2 separate regions of the Capsicum annuum genome follow, and region 2 is linked to region 1. The links are chromatin contacts, called in public Hi-C maps. All regions are on one chromosome and are shown on one strand. The core of a region is the stretch at or near the end of the contact, and the rest is flanking DNA. Distances in the headings are between cores, read along the strand shown. Region 1 holds the start of LOC107867689 (protein MITOFERRINLIKE 1, chloroplastic). Region 2 has its middle 50 kb from the start of LOC107867688.

Region 1 (4,643 bases), core at 1,107-3,606:
CAACTTTTGCAGTTGCGGAGTTTGCCATATAAATTTTCTCTTTGCCTTAAGCCGGAGTGAACGCAACAAATAAATCTTTATTTGCATAAACGTGGAGGGTAGCACCAGAATCCATCTACCATTCTCGATGATTTCCAACAAAGTTAAATTCCAAAAGCATGGCACATAGATCGTCCATTTCGTTCTTGGATTTAATCATATTTGATTGATCCTTATTTTTGCCTTACTTTGGGGCATGACAATCTGTAGATTTGTGGCTAATCTTGCCACAATTAAAGAATTTCCTCTTGAATTTCTTCTTGGGCTGGTTGCTTTGTTGTCCCGCTTTCTTCCGCTTTTTTTAGTAGTCGGGGTCGTCTTCTTCAATATTAGTTTTATTCATTACAGAATTTCCTTTAGACCTTTTCTCTGTGGCTTTATTATCTCCCTCAATATAAAACCTCACAATGAGGTCTTCGACTGTCATCTCTTTTTATTTATGTTTCAAGTAATTCTTGAAGTCCTTCCACACAAGTGACAACTTCTCAATAATTGCAGCAACTTAAAATGCCTCGTTCACAATCAAATGCAACACAGTTTATGTGAACATTAAGAGCATTTTTAACTTGTTCAAATAAGGTATCCATTAAATTCATACCTTTCGCAAGGAGATCATGGATGATGACTTGCAATTTTTGTACTTGAGAAACGACAGTCTTGCTGTTAATCATTTTGTACTTAAGGAATCGTGCAACATAGAACTTCTTGGTTCCTGCATCCTCGGTCTTATATTTCTTTTCCAGCGCATTCCACAATTCTGTAGATGTTTTCATTATGCTGTAGACGTTGTATAAGTCATCTTGGAGGCCACTCAGGATGTAATTCCTACATAGGAAATCAGAATGTTTCCATGCCTCTATTACAACGAATTGCTCCTGGTCTGAAGTTCCTTCAGGAACTTCTGGAGCATCTTCTGAAATAAACCTTTGAAGACATAAGGTTGTCAGATGGAAGAACATCTTTTGTTGCCACCTCTTGAAATCAACTCCAGAAATTTTTTTGGGTTTTTCCGTTAGTGCCATAACAGGTGGCGCATTTGTGCGACTAGTTATAGCAACACTTGTTGCTGCCACACTTGTCAAACTTTTAACATGATCGTCTGTAGTCATTTTTTTTCTGTCACAAAAAGATAGTCACCTTTAGTATAAACTTATAGTTATTACAAGTTCGTAGCAACTTATAAACACTACTTATTTCTAGTTTAACGATAAAATTTTTATGTCTTCCAATCGCTAACCAAATGACCTTTAACTTGTGATGAAGATTTTATTTCTTCAAATCACTTGTTAAGTTCAAATGGAGTAGAAATCTTAAAGTTTTAATCTCCAGTAACCAAACAATACAGATTATGAATTTCTTTCCTTAAGATTGTTGTTTCGGGTACACAATCTGTATGTTAGTTCCCTAAACTTCAACACAAGTTCAAGATTAAATCAAGAACACTTTTGAAGTTTTTCAACACCTTCAACACAAGTTCACTATGAACTATCAAAGAAGTGTGTTATTTTATTTTAAAGAAAAAAGATTAAGCAGAATAAGTCTAGTCTTCCGAATTCACGGAGTGTCCTTAAGGAAATAATTTTCCTCAAGTACCCGAAGTTGTGGAATTTTTCTTCCAGGATAAAATGGCTTCACAACTAGAATGTAGTGGTACCTCAAAATTTCTGGTTTTCATCGAACTCACTCATTGGGAGATGATCACACAGAGTTTTTAGAAGCAAGAGATTTTTTTTTTATGCAGAAATTTTCATACTAAATCTGTGAAAAAATACAGGTTTATATAGCCATGAAGTGCCTCTTCAGAAAGGAGATGGTTCATCAAAAAGGTGTATCATTTCGGAAGAGTCATGTCTGTCCATTCCGAAACAACATGTCTTTTCTGAACAGTCACAACTGACCGAACAGTCACCCCTTTTTCGAAACAGTGTGTCTGTTCCTCGAAGGATTGTGTCCCTCCATTTTTCATTCACACCAATTAAACCCAACAACAAGAACTACAAGGATACGACCAGTACAACGACATACACTACTAAGTCTACCCTCGAAAAAGCAAGACTATCTGACTACATTCCCTTGCCTACTATCCTTCTAGTATTTTAATACATCCTCCACACCCTCCTATTTAAGTTCATGTCCTCCATAACCTAGACTTGCGTCATGTCCAATATAATCATCTCTGTCAAATGTTTCTTCAATCTACCCCTCCTCGTACCCAATATCCAACATTGGGTATCTGTATATTTGGGCCTAATTAATTTGTAATTGGGCTGAACCAAGTATCCAAAGCCCATCCAAAGCTAAAGAGCACATTGCATCTAACGACCTCACATCTCCTACCTACCCAGCAGTTTCGCACTTCCACTTGCTTCCAACAACTATGCGCCAAAGCCAAAAATCTGTGAGAAAAATAGCAATGGAAACTCGAAAAGGCAACTCCCTTAGCCTCCTCCTACAAGACCCGAATGACCTCAAAAATGAATTCAACTCCCTCTTCAACAATCTCAACACTTGCCTTTTGTCTAAACACAAAAATCCCAAATCAAGAAACAGTCATTTCAGTCCGAAATTCAAGTTTTCTTCAACTTCTGTATCAATTGAAGCACAAATTAACAACCCCACTTCCAGTTTTGTAAAAACTGCTGCTAGAGACTCACCAAAAGTTCAGGTACTTTTCAAGAATCTTTCTGTTGTTGAAAGAGCACTTATTGGTGCAGCTGGCGGTGGCATTGCTGGTGCATTTACTTATGTGTGTCTTCATCCACTCGACACTATTAAAACTAAGCTTCAAACTAAAGGGGCATCTGAGATATACAGTGGGGCAGTTGATGCTTTTGTAAAGACTTTTCAAAGTAAAGGGATTCTTGGTTTTTACAGTGGTGTTTCTGCGGTTATTGTCGGGTCTACTGCTTCTTCTGCTGTTTATTTTGGGACTTGTGAGTTTGGTAAGTCAATTTTGTCGAAATTCGAAGGGTACCCTTCTGTGCTTATTCCACCTACAGCTGGTGCAATGGGGAATATTGTGTCGTCTGCGATAATGGTGCCGAAGGAATTGATTACTCAGAGAATGCAGGCTGGGGCTAAAGGGAGGTCTTGGCAGGTCCTAATGAGAATCTTGGAAAAAGATGGGATTTTGGGGTTGTATGCTGGATATAGTGCTACATTGTTGAGGAATTTGCCTGCTGGGGTTTTGAGTTATTCATCATTTGAGTATTTGAAAGCTGCGGTATTGAGTAGTGTGAAGAAGGAAAGGTTGGAGCCATTTCAGAGTGTTTGTTGTGGGGCATTGGCTGGTGCTATATCAGCTTCACTAACAACTCCTTTGGATGTGGTGAAGACTAGGTTGATGACTCAGGTGCATTCTGAAGCTGCTAATAAGGCTGCTGCTGTAATGGTTACTGGCGTCTCGGCTACTGTTAGACAGATATTGAAAGAAGAAGGTTGGGTTGGTTTTACGCGGGGAATGGGTCCTAGAGTACTTCATAGTGCTTGCTTTTCAGCTCTGGGGTACTTTGCATTTGAGACAGCTAGGCTTACAATCTTGGATCAGTATCTGAAGCATAAGGAGCTAAAGAATCTGGTTCCTGCAGATGAGGCAGCCCAGGCCAGTTAGAATGTATGAGTACTGTTTATTAAATACATCTGTTAAAACCTTTTGTAAGTGCACTTGTTTCTTATTGTTTCCAATCATATCTCTGTAGATTAATGTCTTCACAAGTTGAAACCTTTGACCGTACAAGTTCGCGAAGAAGAATGTCTCTGGATTTGTTTGCTAATATTAGGCGGATATGTATAGTTGATCACCTCCTGTGTTTTTCTCTTTTATTCTTGCGCTATATTACTACCTTACAGCTTAAATGGTTTGAAGTGTAGTTTAGAGAACTATGGTTGGAGGCAGCAAAGCTTTTACTTGGATCTTATATAATCCATTTATTTCAAAAAACAAATAACTGTTTGTCTTCTAATTATGTATGACACCTTATGGGTCTTTTGGTAGTTTAAGGTGTATAAGAATAGTGTTGAATTGGGCAGGGTAGTCCGGTGCACTAAAGTTTAATGACGTTGTACAAGAGAATGCCTTATTTTTGGAGCTTCACATTTATAGATTGAAAGACAACGAAAATGTACCATGAAAAAAAGGGAACAGATAGCAGCCGGGTAACACAATGAAAAGATGAATACAAACACTTTTGGTTGGTCTGCTAGTTGACAGGATGATTGTGTCATGTACGTCTTCATAGGAAATAAAAGAAATTCTCAGGTTGCAGTTTTTTTCTTTTTTATTTCTTTGCTTTTCTATTCATTGAGTGGGATACATTGGAACACAAAGTAGCCCCTGTTGACTACAATGACAGTGTTTTCTGGTGAGTTTGTAGCCAAGTCCTGCCTAGGACGATTGTGATTGACCTTTGTGGCTGAATCAGTATTATGATTAATCGTTTTTACATGCTCTATTGTCGTACTCTGCTATGTCTGATGTAGAAAATAGTTTTATACCGAAGTCAAGTCACCTGAATGACATTTGAAATTTGTCTTCTTTTTTTTCGGATCATCACCCATCCCTTAGAAGATGTCTTTAACTCTGCTATTAGGCTGTCCGTGCGTTG
Region 2 (4,527 bases), core at 1,028-3,527, 74 kb before region 1:
TGTCAGCTGATTCAAATTCATCGATGATGAATAAGTTCAGTGAAGGTTTGATGTTCAAACTATATGCTTCAAACATATTGGTATGCCAAACACATATCTTTAATGCAGGGAAGTGGAATGTCTAGGCATATTCAAGCAATGCTGGAGCAACTTTCTGATGTACAGAGATCCTCCTGTTGTTAACTGATGCAGTTTTGTATTAAAGAGAAGCTTTATGAACTGGCTTCTGCGAGGTCCGAGATATTATTTTTGAGCTCTCTTCATTTTTTATCCGTTCTTCTGCTTATATGGATATATGTACTGTTGTTTGAAATATCCCAGTATTACACTAGGTTGATTTTAGCATAGTGAAATCACGTCGCATAGTCTTGTGTTCTCAAGATAGTTTTACCAAAGACAATTCAGCTTTAGAATTGGTTTAATCTTGTTGCAACCTGAAATCTGAATAATCATCTACCATCTTTTGTTTCTTCCAATAGCAAAATGTTTAAGTTTTATGTAGCATGCTGATTCAAGAACTAAAGTGTCAAAAGGCTAAGGTGATTAGTTTAGTTTTTTTTCTTTTTTCGGTAACAAATATAAACATTACCATTAACAATACAATCATATACCTATAGAGCACCTACGGCTAACCAACCTTGAAAGTTAAAGCAAATAAAGGACAGCTTGGTGCACTAAAGCTCTCGCTATGTGTAGGATCCTAGGAAGGGCCCCACCACAAGGGTGGATTGCGAGCAGTCTTACTTTGCATATTTTCAAGAATTGAATCCGTAACTTTATGGTCATATGTTAACTACTTTACCAGTTACTCCAAGACTTCTCTTTTGAAAGTTAAGCAAGTGGGCCTCAATATTCAACTAATTATAAGTAAAAAAGCTTGAAGGAACCTGCTGCACCTACTTCCTTTTTTGCTTTGTCTAACATATCTAGCCTAACTTTAAAACTCTGTTTGATCTGTGTAATTACACTATATGTATTCCACTGCTTCTCTTGATACATGTGACCATAGAGCTCCATGGTGCAGCGATTACCACTTTTTGAATTGCTTCCAATTCCTATTCCTGATTTTATTAAAAACCTGTTGCACATCTCCGGCTGGAATTCACACTCTGGCCCACTGGTCAATGCATTAATGATCACCTTAGTCCAAGCACAATTACTAAAGAAGTAGGCATAAACTGTTCTCCTGTTTGCAGATTCTTCACCAAGTAACTTCCTGTAAAAATCAACAAAGATGTTAGTTATGACTGCCTGGTAATATTGCCAGTTGCCCTGCTCATCCTGACTTATGTTATAGCGTGCTGTAGTCTTTTATGTTTGATAACAGCAAAGAAGTATCTAGTACAATCATCTCCAACTTCAACCATGTTACTTTGCTTTGCTGCTGTAAGAACTGCTCTGCCATGTATAAAGTGTATCTATCTGTCATATGCAAGTTTCTCTTTCTTCTATAGTTCAATATTTGATAGATCATCTTGGAGGTTCTTCTGCACCTTCTCCAATGCTTCTCTATCAGCTTGAGTATCAGTCACTATATTCCTAAAGTGGTGAATTCAGTTTCTAAAAGTCATACTTCAATCTTTTTAATTTCCTTATTATCTTCCACATCTTACATCTCTCCTCTTTATTAAGCCAGCCAGATTGAATAATGTTAGTGAATTGGGGATGTGTAGATATGGTACTGAAATATTCTTCCATTCCTTCTAACTTGATTCTGCAAATACACCCTTGGCTGGCAGTGATCACTAATTCCCTCGGGTAGATACTCACCACCACAAGAAGACATGCTATTTAACCAAACTGAATTCATAAAAATCCAGTCAATTTTTGGATAATTTCTGTGTCTCCACTACTTCTATCACTGCAGGTGTATTTCTGTCCTCTTGATGGCAATTTAGTTAAATCACAATCATCTACACATTCCTGAATTTTTTCACAGGGTTACCACCATCTCTATCAGTTCTATGTAAAACTGCATTACAATCTCCTAACAACAGCCATGGAATGTGACAAGTTGGACTAAACCTCTTCATCTCATCCCATAATTCCTTCCTCCCTTTCTCTAGTGTTATAGCCATATACTAGTCTACAGATAGCATGAACACTAGTTGGTGGGGAATATAACACACTTTGCAGGTAAGCATTTGAGCTGATTGTTGCACCAACTCCACCTTATAATAGTCAGGCCTCCATATTAGGATAATCCTACCATTTTAATGAGAATCCAGAATAGACACATGTTTCCAACCTCCAAATAATTTCTCCATGATCCGTATCACTCTCATCTTTTTTGTTTTTCTTTCCACGCTCTCCAAATATTCGGGGTGTTTGATTTGTGGGATAAAAATATATATAATCTTAGTACAGAATATGAGATTATTTTCTGTTTTTTTTTTTCCTTTTTTTTTAAAAAATGTAATTTTCTCTCAAAATATTTCACACCATTACCATTAGAATATTTTTAAACCATACATACAACTTTCTTTTTAGCAAATTACGTAGATTTGGCTCAAGATTAATAAGTTCACATCATGTTAAAATTGTTTTTTGGCGAATGTGTTTTTATTCGGATTAATTTAGCTCAACATTGACAACACCGAACCTATGGTACACTCGAGTACAATATTTAATATTAAATATTTTCCTTGTTCTTAATGACATAATGTAATAGCAACACGAATATGAGGACATATTTGAGATCATAATTTCCTCAATCTTTTTTTTTTTAGTTCAAAATCAGGCTCTAGAGTAAAAAATATTTTATAAACAATTTGGTATGAACCAACTATTTTGAGTGGAAATTTTGAAAAGAAAAAGTAGGTATACAATCCCAACTTTGGAAGGAAGAATCCTCAATTGTTTGTAGTAAATTAATTGAAACTTAAGTAAACAAATTTCTTTTGTCTATGGTATTTTGAGAAAATGTCCAAATCAAGAAGAAGATGTCGGCCAGTTACGTTCTATGATCACGAGACCCACAAAAAGTTTCATTTGGTAAATGTTTTGGAATTACTTGTACATAAACAACTTTTATTTGTAATATCGTCTTTCTTTTTAGTTTATTATCGTTATTTTCCTTTAGCTCCAACTTTAATTACATTTCTTTGGGTAGAGAGTTTACTCGGACAAACACTTTTACATACTTTTTATCATCCCTAAACTCCACTTATAAAATTATACTGGGTGTTGTGTTATTGCTGTACATAAAGTAATAATCGTCAAACTTAGAGTTTCAAAGCATCATTAATAAGATTAATTTAGTAAAATATATTTTGAACTAAAATTTACTTAAAGGGTGTGCTCAGTCAATAAAGGCCAAGTAAAATTAATCATACGCTTCTAAACTACACATGTAAAATTATATAGGATATGTTATTATTGTTGTTGTATAAAATTAAATATGTACGCCATTATAATTTAATGAAGAAATAGACAATTCTTACGGAAGATTTCCATGTAATTTAATGTTGTTGATATATTCTAAAACTTGTGAATAAAAGCCGCCCTTCCCGTCAACTTAATTCAAAAATACTAAGTACTACTTACTATTGAACATTGACTATTGAATATTGACATTATTGCCTCTAATGCTTGATTTAAAATTTTATGTCAAATAATTCACTAATTTCTTCCATTTTTTAATGAGTACATGACGTTCGAGACGTTAACCTAAACCGATAAAATGTTGGTAATAGAGGAAAGAAATATTGAATAAAAATTTGTAAAAGACCATTTGATAAAGAAAATTATGTTACAGATTAATTTGCTTGGTTAGAAAATTTGAATTCTAAGAGAGCTATATAAAATAAGAGTTTAGAATAATTTACACTATTTGAGAAATTTTTAAGTATTGTATATTCCACGCATACTTCTTTTCAAATATTTAAATATTTGGAGATTACAATTTCAAATAAGTTAATCAAATTGATTCATTATCTCAATTTTAGGGGCTCAAATTTTCATGTTCAGACGCAACGTCAACTTTCAAATATTCCTTTTCAACTTAATTTCAAATTTTATTTTTTCCCTCCAAAATTAATCAATTGATGTCCAAACAACCAGACGCCTACTAACTTGCTTGAAATGTTTCATTTCTAGCCTTTCTATTAACTAAGTAGTATTTCACTCTAGACATTTTTTTTTGTTATATTCATGCAAATTGCAATTGGATATATATATGTTGTTCCTTATAGCCAAAAAAATAAAAATACAAAATGAGAAATATAAGGTTGAAAATCATGGTGAAAGATGTCATCTTGTAAGTTCAGCGGGAAAAGACATCGTTTTCACCCCAAACTATACCTGAAAAGTCGAAGTCACACCTAAACTATACTAGTGACCTATTACACACCTAAACTATCAAAAAGTGAAACTATTTACACCTTGTCAGGCTACCACCACTTGCATGTGGTGTAGTGTTTTACACGGGCTGCCACGTCAGCATCACGTCAGTAAAAAGTATCATTTTTTTTATAGTTAAGATGTGTAATAGGTCACTTATATAGTTTAAGTGTGGATTCGACTTTT

What was found. A called contact is a pair of places that touch in the nucleus more often than the background predicts.
Region 2: a Hi-C map of leaf shows a contact between it and region 1, with 3 times the contacts expected there. The contact joins the enhancer-like site here to the promoter of LOC107867689 in region 1. A contact is called at or near these places in 2 of 5 Hi-C or Micro-C datasets (leaf and placenta).

The regions. Positions count from the first base shown.
Region 1 is chr4:177,744,991-177,749,633 of UCD10Xv1.1, reverse strand. LOC107867689 (protein MITOFERRINLIKE 1, chloroplastic) reads left to right here and starts at 2,356. Exons shown (of 1, transcript XM_016714040.2): 1 at 2,356-3,839. The coding sequence starts at 2,417. The coding sequence ends at 3,649.
Region 2 is chr4:177,818,886-177,823,412 of UCD10Xv1.1, reverse strand. It overlaps the pseudogene LOC107867687. Among protein-coding and RNA genes, the nearest start is that of LOC107867688, 50 kb to the right of the region's middle. Within about 2 kb of position 2,277, at least 4 of the 5 cell types and tissues checked have an H3K27ac peak or open chromatin away from gene starts, as enhancers often do. A contact at or near this core is called in leaf, where this site is marked.